Linked DNA regions of Mus musculus: regions 2 and 3 are each linked to region 1. The links are chromatin contacts, called in public Hi-C maps. All regions are on one chromosome and are shown on one strand. The core of a region is the stretch at or near the end of the contact, and the rest is flanking DNA. Distances in the headings are between cores, read along the strand shown. Region 1 overlaps Gm29571 (predicted gene 29571). Region 2 overlaps Akap7 (A kinase (PRKA) anchor protein 7). Region 3 holds the start of Epb41l2 (erythrocyte membrane protein band 4.1 like 2).

Region 1 (4,208 bases), core at 1,218-3,717:
CAGGTAGGAAACCATGGGGGTGAGAAGCTGCTCATCGAAAGAGAAAAGGGGAGGCACAAAACATAATGAAAACCGTATGAATGTCTTAAGGATCTACTTAGCTACAGACAATTCTCTAAAAAAAATATATCAGGAGAAAAGCAATAGATGATATTTACATAGTATGGTGGATTGGCTAAAAAATCGTCTAGTATTCTTTCATATGCTTATTTTCCAGGAGAGGAACTCTGTCTCCTCCTGCACACTGAGTATGGCCTAGTCATAATGACTGGCATTGATAGCAAGATATGGTGGAAGTGGCTGACTGCAGTTATGACAAGAGGCTTCTGCCTTGAGCATGCTTTGCCTGAGAGAGAGAGCTAGCTACCATGTTGTGAACTTCCTATGGAAGAGGGAACTGGGCAGGAGGGAAGAAGGACTGCTCAGCTTTTCACCATGAGCTGAGTTGGATTGGCCACTGTGTTGTTGTAAATGTCACTTTTATTTCCTCGGATGATGGGCTGAGCTGAGAGCCACACCCAAGTTATGTGAGTACACCAATACCTCCAAAGATGAACTCTTGCTAGAGCAGCCCTGGGGCTGGGTTACAATGTATTTCTCCACACTATGTATCTTCACATAGTTGCTTTCAGTTCCATTTGGACCTGAGCATATCACCGGCCATCCATCTGAATGCTTCTCACATGGTTACAACCATTTATAAAGCACATTGTAACCAAATATAGCAAGCTAAATACTTCCACGTTTTAATTGGGTCAAAGTAACTTAGTACAGTATTTCCATGGCAGTTGTACAGAAGAGGTGATTTTCATGGTATCGTATGCTGAAATAGTATAGTATACAATGCTTTAATAAAAGGCAAGAACGGTGTGCATAGTTTGCTATCTAGAAACCTCGAATAAAGGAGATGCCTGCGTTTTCCCAGTCTAGGGCCAGTAGCACTGTGTGTGCAGTACACAGGGTGGTCACGTCTGCTCTCAGCATCTCCAGCCTCTGCTGGAGTTTTGAAGTGGGCTGTTCCTCTCTACACTGATGTTTATCATTGAAAGCATAATTGCTATAACTCTGAAGCAATTTAAACAATGCTTTGTTAAGAAAAATCATCCCTAAAAATGTGATTTACAGGGAACACACTGGGATAAGCAGCTACAATGGTCTCCGTTGCCATAGAAACGTGCAGTTCCCATTTAACTTGGGGGTATTAAAATAGCCCAAGAAAAGCTAGTGGTACCAGAATATGGAAAGACACATACGCTGACATCAGCTTGCCATAACCTTGGGATGAAAATCATAATAAGCATTTTTTTAAACAAAAGATATATTGCTTTGTTTTGAAAATGTAACGTTGAACTCAGACCAGAAATTACTGAGGATTTATAAGTGGCCCTGTTGTGAGTAACTATTCTCTGAGCCAAGCTAACCCCATCTTGGGGAGTTTAGTTGTTCACGCTTGCAAAAGGATCTTTTCAGCTTGTTGACTATTTATACTACGTCATGGATGAATAAGTAGAGAGGATCCCAGGGCCTGGGTATCCAGCATCCCTATCACCTGTTAGGAGAAGGGGACTCCCTCTGTGCTGCCACAGTGAGAGACTTGTTGCTGCTGGGTGAAGCTGTCCAAATACACGCAGCCTGTTGGATGAAGGAACATCTTCAGTCCTCTAACCAGTTCCTTCCCAGGGCTCTGTAAGGAGGCCAAATCAGTTCATTGGTTCCTGCAGATGCAATCATGCCTCTGTTTGTCTTTGAGATTTAGGAAGAAGGTAGATATTGGTTCTTCCAAGGGATTTTAGTAACAGGCCCTTTGTATTAAAAGACGAAGACAAGGTTGGTCTAGGAGAACTAAGGCATGGATGATCATTTCCAAAGCTTATTTATGATATCTACAGTGATTTTTATTTCTGTACCAGAAATACCCTAAAATATTTAGAATTATAGTTTCATTAAGGATCATGAGAGGAAGAAAAGTGATACTAATATGGTAAAGAAAATCAATGAGCATCCCATACTTCAGCAGAAAGACTTATATACCATAAGCCTGTGGCCATGTAAGCCAGACTCAGACCCTTACAAAGTTAGGCCAAGGACTGTTTGCCTATTCTCTGGTTTATATTTTATTAGTAAAGGTGACATTTCAAAGCTGCCTCTGCAGTCATCTCCCCAGAGACCTTAAAATAACAAAAGCAAAAATATTATCTTTGCAAGAATACTCTTTGAAGGGGATCTGGGATATGACAGTGAGCCTGGGCCAGGCACTTAAATCGGAAAGGTTTTAATGCTCTGTCTTGTTTACATGTCATTGTAATGGAAGTGAGTCAGGATCTGCTGCTCCAAAGTATGCCACTTTGGCATAAGAATTATTTTGAGCAGAAAAAAAAATTGAGATTCAACAGATGTAGAAAAGCCATTCATATCTGACTAAAAGCAGAAACTCTGAGTAATAAGGTTCATTTTAAATCCCTTCCCCAGGGGAAAGTTACACAGCATGAAGATGACAGAAAATTGGCACCAAGACAACCTGGCACAAACGAACTTTGCTAAGTTAGCCTTGCTCAGTTGTGAGTTTTCTCATGTATTTACCTTCCCACAGGTCTCAGTCCTTGCAAATCTCAAGAGTCTTGCCCTTTCCTTCGGCCTCTGTAATTTATCACTCTCAGTCAGAAGCATATACAAGCTCTTGGGCCTATCTGTTCTATTTCTTTTCTAGGGAGGCCTCTGTATCACATAAAAATGTCAAATAAAATGTATACACTTTTCTCTTATTAACTTTTCTTAGCCCAGTTTGCGTGACCCCAGATGCAAACCCAAGTGGGAGAGACATTGTGTGTCTTCTATGGAATTGAAATACCACATCATGGAGGAGTAGAGAAGACTTCAAGACCCTCATCTGGTTATCCCTACCACAGCAAAATGTTCAAGTTTGAGGTTATATGATAGAAAGCCAGGATAAACATGAGTAGGCTTTTAGTTTAAAATTAGAATTTCAATATGGAAGAGAAAATTTGTAAGTAAAACAGGGATGTAGAAAACAGGAGAGAAACATTGGTAGACATGGGCTCTGTGTGTTTCCTTCCCCTACTGAGTCCTACAAGCTTAATTTTAGGAATGTGGGAGTCAGGTTCTTAGGGACTTAGAAAAGATCTGTCTTCTTAATGTTACTGTTACTATTACTATTATTTGAAGCAGCTTGATTCCTGAAATAACAAGAAGCAATATGCAGTTGTGAAGAGAGTCAGTAGGCAGCTTTGTCTTGATCCTGGGTCCCTGGCTCAACTCTCTCCTGACGCTGGAGCTCCAACATGGGGACACTCTCCTACTCAGGACAAACTTGACAGCAGGCTCAGTGACAGACACTTCCTGCGTTTCTCTTTTCTCTTTTCTTTTCTTTTCTTTTCTTTTCTTTTCTTTTCTTTTCTTTTCTTTTCCCTCCCCTCCCCTCCCTACCCCTCCCCTCCCCTCACCTCCCTTTCTTGGTTTCCCCTCTGAAAATAACTTATCCCATCTCCCCTCCCCCTGCTCACCAACCCACCCACTCCTGCTTCCTGGCCCTTGCATTCACCTACACTGGGGCACTGAGCCTTCACAGGACCTCTCCTCCCATTGATATCTGGCAAGGCCATCCTCTGCTACATACTCAGATGGAACTATGGGTTCTCCATGTGTACTCTTTGTTGGTGGTTTAGTCCGTGGGAGCTCTGGGAGTACTGCTTGGTTTATATTGTTGTTCCTCCTATGGGGCTTCAAACCCCTTCAGCACCTTGGGTTCTTTCTCTAGTTCCTCCATTGGGGACTCTGTGCTCAGTCCAGTGGTTGGCTTTGAGCATCCACCTCTGTATTTGTCAGGCACTGGCAGAGCCTCTCAGGAGACAGCTATATCCGGCTCCTGTCAGCAAGGACTTGTTGGCATCCACAATAGTGTCTGGGTTTGGTGATTGTATACGGGATGAATCCCCAGGTGGGGCAGTCTCTGGATAGCCTTCCTTTCTTTTCAAGAAGAATGTTGGATGGTGATTCCCCCCACCCCCACTTATTTAGAATTAGATTATCATCTATCCTTCAAGTTTGCTCATATGTAAATCAGACTTCCTGGTTGCTCTCTTAAGTGTGGTCTGCATGCTACATAAAATCCAGCCAGCATCTAGATACATGAATTTGGTACATTTCTCCCATGACCCTATTCTATAGTTATCACTTTTCTTGTTTGACAG
Region 2 (4,208 bases), core at 1,087-3,586, 360 kb before region 1:
CTATCTTAAGAGAATCTCGGTACGAGTTCACTGGCTAGTCCCATTTTCTACTGTTTATACAACATTGATTTTGTTTTCATATTTTTAATAGATTCTTACTGAGTTTAATATGCAATCGGTTGAGTGTTCCTAATCCAAAATTCTAAAACCTAAAATACCTCAAAGCTAAACCCCAATGCAAGAAAAAATTTTATACCTGATGTCGTCTGATAAACTGCAGTCAAGACACAGGCACACTAGATACCATGCATTACGTTACCGTCAGGATACGGAAAGAAGGCAAGCACGAGGAGTAAACGCCTTCCTTATTCAGAGGTGGATCTCAGCCAGAATTCATTGTGTACATACACCCCACCAGTCCAAATCCAAATTAGTCCATAATGTGTCAGATACCTGGTCTCAGCATTCTGAGCAGGGGACACGCAGCCTACACAGCAATGAAGAATGTTTATGGAAATGATGTTCCAGTGGCGCCCATCATATGAAGGACTATGCAGCAAAAGGCCCCACTTCCCGTCCTCAAAGAGACTTGAAGCCTCTTTTCGCACGTGGCCACTGCTCTCTGATTCTAAAGGATTCTCCAATGCACCAAGCAAGGCTTTGGAAGGGACCCAGACGTGGCTTGTGAGTACGGCTTTTACATCAAGATAGTGGGGTAATCACAGCCTGATTACCCTCAGATCTAAACACATTGGGGGACCCTAAAAGTACCAAATCAAAACAAAAGACTGGCTTCCCATCTGGTCACCGTCACGTCTTCGGGGAAGTCACTCCAGCTGGCCACCATTTGGTCTCCTAATGGCCTGCATTCAATCTGGCCCTGTTATCATCCAATGTGATGATTTAAGTAATATTTTTTTCAAAACTATTATGTAAACAACTTTCTCTAACTTAAATGGGAAGTTTCCTCACTCGGTCCTTCTCAAATGGTATCAAATAGTATTAGAACCACAAAGCAAGTGAGCTGACAAGTAGGTAATATTCTTTAAAGACTGTTCAGAATAAAACTTCCTAGCAAACACAGATTCCTGAGAAACCCTGACCTTTTTGTTGGTGATCGGAATGGACAGGAAATAGTTGGGCTGATAATCTTTTTTGGCTTTTTTCCTCTTCTTCACATGATCATTCTTGTCGCCTCTATCTTCTTCTTCTTCTTTGCTTCTCTTTGGGTTTGCTTGAGGTACATCAGGGCCTAGAGGAGAACAGAGCAGAGAGAGTGTGTGTGTGTGTCTCGCACATTTAAACAACAATAACCCAGCTTAAAATGGAAGAAGGCGTGCAGTGTCCTTAATAAACAACAATACTGTATAATTGTCATTTTCAAATATAAAGCAAGAGTCGGCAAGCACTTCCATAACCAACATAATCGTTAACAGTTTAGGCTTCACAGACCACAGGCTCCACGTTCCAGCAATCCAACTCTGGCAAAACAATGAAAGGATACAGCTGTGTCCCAATAAAACTTTATTTAAAAAACAGGTCAGACAGACTTGTGCCTTAAGGCACCACTAACAAGCATTCTCTGCCACATGCCAAAGGGTTTGTTCTTGTTGGGTTTTTTTTTCCTATTTTTTTTGTTTTGTTTTATTTTGTTTTATGGAAGGGTCTTGCTATATAAACCAATCCCCCTTTCTTGGCCCCTCAAACTCAGGATTATAGGTATTCGCCACTACATCTGAAATCATGGTCTTTGTAGCACTAGGGAAGTGAATTGTAGGTTGCCTTGTGTTTATTTATTTCATCAGTTCCCTATGGCCTAACTTCCTCCTGCCAACCCCACTTCCTCCTAGCACGATGTCCCGCCACCCACAGCAGTGCAGGGGACCTAATACATGGACCACTGTGGACATTCACGATCTAAACTGTCTCAAGAGGAATCATGTCAGACAGGCTGTCAGGTCAATTTATAATCTTTCCATTGGCTAAAGGTGAGATCATTTGCGCATCAAATTGAATAACAAATCTAGTAGTATAAATTATATCAAATAATCAACCAGGGTGCTGGAGAGATGGCTCAGCGGTTAAGAGCACTGACTGCTCTTGCGAAGGTCCTGAGCTCAAATCCCAGCAACCACATGGTGGCTCACAACCATCCATAATGAGATCTGATGCCCCCTTCTGGTGTATCTGAAAACAGCTACAGTGTGCTTATATATAACAAATAAATAAAAATCTTAAAAAAAAAAATATTCAATCAGTTCACAATGATTCTAAAAAGAAAAAACTAAAACGACAACTCAGAGAATTACTCTAAAAAGTAGTGTCTCGCATGCACACGGGACGGCTTTACAACCCTGTAGTGTGTTTGCCGTTTTGTCCCCTTACTGCAGTGTCCTGCTGACACAGGCAACCCATGACACTGAGCTGATGTCAGTCACGTTGTCTCCTGTTTGCAAAGAGGCTTCCTGTGTTTATCACATTTATCTGTAGAACCAGAACAGAGTATGTCTCTACTGTCTCACCCCGCGCTTCATAGTCCTTCCAGCTCTGAGATCACATCTGGGTCCTGAAAGACAACTTGCTCATATTTCTTTTACTTGCTTACACATGAAAAGATAAAAACCAAAGATGTGTGTAATCATCTAGCTTACGGATAACAGTATTAAAGGTTGGTAACGTGAGGTCACAAAATGTAGAAATCTTTGGCCAGCTGCCTTGGATCGTTCACCAGATTATTTATAGTAATTTTACTACTTAGCAAAAAGTCATCCGTGGAAGTACAGCTTGTAAACCCATAAACCTAATTTATTATACTTGTTAATGTTCATAATGACCTCAGTAGCCATTTACTATGTGCTGCTGATAGACTCAGCATCATTGACAAAGGCTGTTACTCTCTCAACTGCAGGTTTTTGTTTTTGTTTTTTTTAACAAAAGCACCACAAGTCATCTTAAGTAAATCATCTAATTTTTTCTCAATTCTATTTATTCCTCCAAAACTACAAAGGAGTGAACTAGAAGAGAAATTAATTAAGTGTGCCATCTGTTATTGTGGTTTGTTGTCACACTTGCTCTTAATTAAAATGCTGAGAATAAATTAGAGTTTGTTTTGCTATTTCCTTTCTCATTATTTAAAGCAGATTAAAAAAAAAATCTCTCAAGTAAGCTGGGAGTGGCTATGCACACCTGTGATTCCAGCACTTGGGAAGGCTGAGGCAGCCTGAGTTCAAGGCCAACCTGGGCTAAACATGGAGTCACTATCTTAAAAAAGTAAATACATTTAAAATATTAAAGTATCACCTAGTGACATCACAGTCCTCTTAATTTGCAACATTTTCTGTGATGTACACAACACAAACAAAAAAATAGCCTAATAAAGCAATTCTCAGAACTTATTAACCATGCATGTCTGTATGTGGTATTCGCCTTTTCAATTAACTATATAAAAGACACTGAATATAATGAATCGCCTTTTAACTGACAAAGAATAATCACTGATATCTCTATATACTAAAATACAATCTTTTCTATACAAAAATTTTAGATGAATTTTGTTTGATATTTTAAAAAGTACATAAATATAACCTAACTAGTTAATAGGAAATGAAATTATAACTTCCTCTAGCTCAAAAATCTCTAATAATTATATTAGAACTCTGTGTGAGGAAGCTCAGCGTGGTAGTGCAAGCTGATGTGGCCAATGCTTAGGGGAGCAAGAGGAGAAGTTCAAGGCTAGCCCTAGCTGCATAAGGATTACAAGACCACTCTGAGCCCCATGAGACCTTGTCTTAAAACACACACCCATATAAACAAAACAAATTTTGAGGACATAAAAAGAAAATTAGTAGTTTCTATGGAAGTTAGTCTCACATTTAGGAAAGTCATGTAACTAAAAACCAACTCTCAAATGTTTTCTTTATCTTGATTTAAGTGTAGTTTAAGGCAAGATGTAGACAAGATGGCTCAGGAGGTAAGGGTGCTTGCCACCAAGACTGATGACGTGAGTTCAATTCCCAGGACCTAAATAGTGGAGAGAAAGAATTGATTCCCTCAAGTTGTCCTCTGAGCTCCATACGTGTATGAGCTGGCATGAACACACTCATACATATACCTATCTATTTACATGTATACTTACATACATATACATTCACACAAATAAATGTAATTTTTAAAATGATGCTTGGTTGTTAGGAATTGACAATCTCACATAACGACAGTCAGTGAAACTAAAGCTCTCCCCATCTTCTTTGGGAAGCAGACTAGGCTGG
Region 3 (4,208 bases), core at 755-3,254, 280 kb before region 1:
AAAGGGTTTATTCAGTTTACACTTCCATACTGCTGTTCATCACCAAGGAAGTCAAGACTGGAACTCAAGCAGGTCAGGAAGCAGGAGCTGATGCAGAGGCCATGGAGGGATGTTATTGGCTTGCTCAGCCTGCCTTCTTATAGAACCCAGGACTACCAGCCCAGGGATGACGCCACCCACAATAAGCCCTCCCCCTTGATCACTAATTGAAAAAATGCCTTACAGCTGGGTCTCATGGAGGCATTTCCTCGAGGGAGGCTCCTTTCTCTGTGGTAATTCCAGCTTGAGTCAAGTTGACACACCAAACCAGCCAGTACATGATCAACATGGTGAACATCTGTCTCAAACAAAAATGAAATATGTCTTATTCTTAGTATGGAATCCAAATTACAGATATTTAATTTCAATGTCTTGGAAAGTACTGGATCTTGAAGTTTGGTTTATGGGAGCTGCCTCTGTGGACCAGGTCTTAATTATTTCCCTGAAGGTCTTGGGTTGAAAGGCTTGGTCCCCAGTTAATGATACTGTGGGGAGGTGGGAACTTTTGCATGTGAGACCTAGTTGGAGGAGGTTAGGTCACTGGGTATATGTCAGTGGAAGGTATATTAGGACCTCAGTCTCTCAATTCTTGCTTCTCAGATTCCATGAGGTAGTTTGCTCAATGTGGTCCCTGCCGTGATACCTTGCCACCCATTCAAAGTAAAGGACTGGGTGACCAAGGACAGAAGCCTATGGCGCCATGAGGAAATCTCTTCAAAGTTATCTGTTTCAGGCATTTCCTCATAGCAACAGAAAAGCAACACCAATTATTCCAAGCCTTCTTTATGCTAGAAATGTATGTAATCAGGATTCCAGTATTCATTAAACAGCTTATCAAACTCTCCTTGTGTTCTTAGCGTCTGGGACTGAAGTCAACTAAGTCAACTCAAGTTCCTGACACACAACAAATGCTATTATAGCAATAATTTTATTATTTACAAGGATGATTCTAGCAAGTAATTTATTTCCCCAACTCTTTTCTTTTTGATGTAGGTACCCTTTTCATAGCGAGGAACCAGCTGATAAAACACCTGCATGTGTGCCATTACCTGGGAAGTATCCACACGCAAGGCATTGCTACTGATGGTTAATTTGATCTTGCTAATTTTACAATGTTTAGGAAGGAAATTGGCAGAGGTGAATCATTAAAGATTTTATTAGAGGTGGGAGGAAGCAAATGACTAGAAGAACACAGGGTGGGGTTGAAGATGCTGGAGGCAGTGGGCTGCCACTCTGACAGCTTGACATGCAATGCTCAGAAAAGATGAAATAAGTAGAAGAGATTGAGGTCTAATTGTACTAATGTGTAAAACTTACCACTATCTATCTATCTATCTATATCATTCATATATATAATATATACATATCACGTGTGTGTATTTTTTTATTTTAATTTTTTGTCACTGCCTTATCCCCATTATACTTTGCAAGCTAGGTTCTCAATTCTCTGCCGGGAGATATCCTGACTAGTAAGGCTGAGCATCAAAGCGCCTCTCCTCCACAGGGTTTACCCAATCTCTCCTGCCTCTCCCACAGGAAGAATAAATGGATTCTTTTCAAGCCTATCCTGTGAAAGCACTTCTTTCACTGCAGACTGAGGGGGGACCCGGCTTTCCTTATTCGGTTTCCTGGACCTGCTCTACCGTCTACCACGAAAAAGGCATCCAGTGAAGGTTTGGTTAGTGAAAGCACTCCGAAGAAAGAACTTTTCGAAGTTGAGAGGGCATTTAAGGCCAAGATACTCAGAAAGAACGCCTCGCACACGTGCACTGGCTGTCATTATCTCCAGGGTCGCTCCGAGGGCGAAACGCACCCCTGCGGCGGGGCACTGGGCCCGAGAGCCGCGCGAACCCCTCGGGAAGGCCCCCCTCCCACGCCAGCAGGCGCCGGGGGCGTGGCTTTGGCCGTGGGGCGTGGCCTGCCCGCGGGGGTTTCCGCGCCCGGGGCGTGCCGGGCGGGGGACGAGGGCGGGGCTTCCGCCAGGAGGGGGCGGGGCTTGCGCGGAGAGTTCTCTGACGGCCCCAGTCAGGGAATTTCAATTTGAAACCCAGAGGAGGGTGGAGGCGGCGGGTGCGGAGGGCCGGCGGCGTCCGAGGCTGGAACGGGACGCGTTCCCGGGGCGAGCAAGCTCGAGAGGGGCGGTGTCCGGGTAAGGAGGCGAGCGGGCTGCGGAGTGGCGGGCGGGGTCCTGACACGCTGCAGGCGGGAAGCGGACCCCGGCAGGAAGCCCGGACGGCCATCCCGGGCGGGGGAGGGGGCGGCCGCGGGCCCGTCTCTCTCCTTCCCGGGCGGGGACCGCGGCGGCGTCCCCGGGCTCTCGCGCCCCGGCCCTGCCGAGGCGTGCGGCTCCATCCTGGGTGCCGGGGGCTCGCCGCGCCCTCTCTCCCGAGGGTCGCCAGACGCGGGCCCGCGGCGCGCGTGGGCTCTGCGGGAGTCGGGGAGGGAGCGCGCCCCGCCAGCCACCCAGCCCCACGCGCGCCGCAGGTCGGGCCAACGCGGGCGACCCTCTGTCCCCGCCGCCCACTGTGCGGTCTGGAGCTGAGGACAGACACCCTCGCACGTTTTCTGCGGCGAGCCTTCCAGCTCGGACACCAGGCCATCCGCCCCCGATGGCTTCTTTTTCTCGGCGCTGGCAGCTGAGGGGTGGGAGCAGTTTAGGTGAGCTGCAGGTCAGGGGCTACGAGGAGGAAATAACCGAGTCGGTGGCGTTGAGGTTGGCATCTCGGGATCCCCCATCCTCAACCCCAGACGTCTGCGGTGGACGTTAGTCATTAAATGTCCCCAGACGCCAGCCTCAGGCGGGGCCAAGTTTTATTTATTTATTTGGGGTGAAGTTAGAAGAGCGCCCTCTTCCCCCGGTGTCTTATTTTGGGGAGTGGTCTCCGTGGAGCTTCCTTACAAAATGAGGAAGCCCTTCAGAAAATCTGTCACCTGAACAGCTGTCCCTGATTTTTAAGGTTCCTGGGAGAGTGGTAGGCACGGTGGCATCTAGGGGAGTTGTACTTACATTTCCTCCTTTGGGAATCAAGATTCTCTCTGTTTCTTGAACTTTGTTGCATGTGAAATGTGGGGTGTGCAGGGCAGTATGTTCTTGTTTCTGTGATTAGCTACAAAACAAAACAAAAACGGTCTCAGTTTTCTCCACTCATTTTTCTTCAGTCCTTCCTGTCTGTCTTTCTTCTTTTCTTTTCTTTTCTTCTCTCTCTCTCTCTCTCTCTCTCTCTCTTTCTTTCTTTCTTTCTTTCTTTCTTTCTTTCTTTCTTTCTTTCTTTCTTTCTTTCTTTCTGGGAGTTCATTATCTCTGTATTCTTCATTGCCTTATCACGCTGCATTAGCAACATTTTAGTCTACCCTGTCAGACATTCCCGTGGATTTGAGGAAAACTCGATCCGTTTCTTGGCTGTGGGAGATGAAGTTTAGAAGTTGCAGTGCTTGTACAGGTTTTCCTGTGCTATTCAGTTTGTTTGCAGGCTCCTGCTGTGAGAAATCTGGTTTGTCTTGCAGCCCCTGGTGGGCTGCCTTGCAATGTTATCCTGGATCTTGGTAGGCACCAGCAGCCCCCTCAGGTTGCTAGTTTGACATAACTTTGAGAGAGAGAAAGGCTATGTCACCTGTTAGGGCTAGGGCGATCATTTCAATAATTTGGTTTGAGAGCCACCATCAAACCTCAGAGGTCTTTGTACCCTTTGGAGAGCTGGAGGAGTTGAAGTAGTGGTGTGAAGTTTGCCCAGTTTAATCCTATTCTGTGTTCTCCACTTCTGAGGCAGAATTCCCATTGAAGTCAGCAGTGGTCTTGCTTGCAAACTGCCTATTGAGAACAAGAGGCTGCTCATTAACAGGAGAGGACGGTCCCCTCTCCTTTAAAACAATCCCCTGTAAGAAGGATCTAGTCCTAACAGTTCTTCACTCATTTACCTCTAGTAGAAGTAGGACACTGTGTGCAAGAAAAAAAAAAAGTGTGGCTGGATTGAGCCATCAGCTCTCTTGAAGTCTAATGAGAGGGAGACTGTTAAAAGGAATCCAAAGCTCAGCTGTTATTTAACGCCGTGCAATAGATTTTCAGTGATACGTTTCTGTGTAAGAAATGTAAGCTGCTGTGGGATGTTTTACGGTAACTGATTATGGATCTTTAAAATCCGAATTCTTAGGTCCAATTAGAAAGAAGCCCA

Evidence for each region. A called contact is a pair of places that touch in the nucleus more often than the background predicts.
Region 2: a contact with region 1 is called in a Hi-C map of uterus, with 2.2 times the contacts expected there. The contact joins two enhancer-like sites. A contact is called at or near these places in 1 of 39 promoter capture datasets (stem cell-derived epiblast-like cells), 1 of 15 datasets of contacts at CTCF or cohesin (the NIH/3T3 cell line), 7 of 484 Hi-C or Micro-C datasets (differentiating embryonic stem cells, embryonic stem cells, liver and 2 more), 3 of 115 datasets of contacts at active chromatin or transcription factors (embryonic stem cells and large pre-B cells) and 1 of 9 other capture datasets (embryonic stem cells).
Region 3: a Hi-C map of uterus shows a contact between it and region 1, with 3 times the contacts expected there. The contact joins the promoter of Epb41l2 here to the enhancer-like site in region 1. A contact is called at or near these places in 1 of 15 datasets of contacts at CTCF or cohesin (the NIH/3T3 cell line) and 2 of 484 Hi-C or Micro-C datasets (the C2C12 cell line and uterus).

The regions. Positions count from the first base shown.
Region 1 is chr10:25,641,329-25,645,536 of GRCm38.p6, forward strand. The region is part of intron 3 of Gm29571 (predicted gene 29571); the gene reads left to right. Among named protein-coding and RNA genes, the nearest start is that of Gm36908, 22 kb to the left of the region's middle. Within about 2 kb of position 2,468, at least 23 of the 459 cell types and tissues checked have an H3K27ac peak or open chromatin away from gene starts, as enhancers often do. A contact at or near this core is called in uterus, where this site is marked.
Region 2 is chr10:25,282,850-25,287,057 of GRCm38.p6, forward strand. Akap7 (A kinase (PRKA) anchor protein 7) reads right to left here. Exons shown (of 8, transcript NM_001379238.1): 3 at 1,044-1,192. Among named protein-coding and RNA genes, the nearest start is that of Akap7, 12 kb to the right of the region's middle. Within about 2 kb of position 2,337, at least 42 of the 459 cell types and tissues checked have an H3K27ac peak or open chromatin away from gene starts, as enhancers often do. A contact at or near this core is called in uterus, where this site is marked.
Region 3 is chr10:25,357,794-25,362,001 of GRCm38.p6, forward strand. Epb41l2 (erythrocyte membrane protein band 4.1 like 2) reads left to right here and starts at 2,005. Exons shown (of 20, transcript NM_001199265.1): 1 at 2,005-2,188.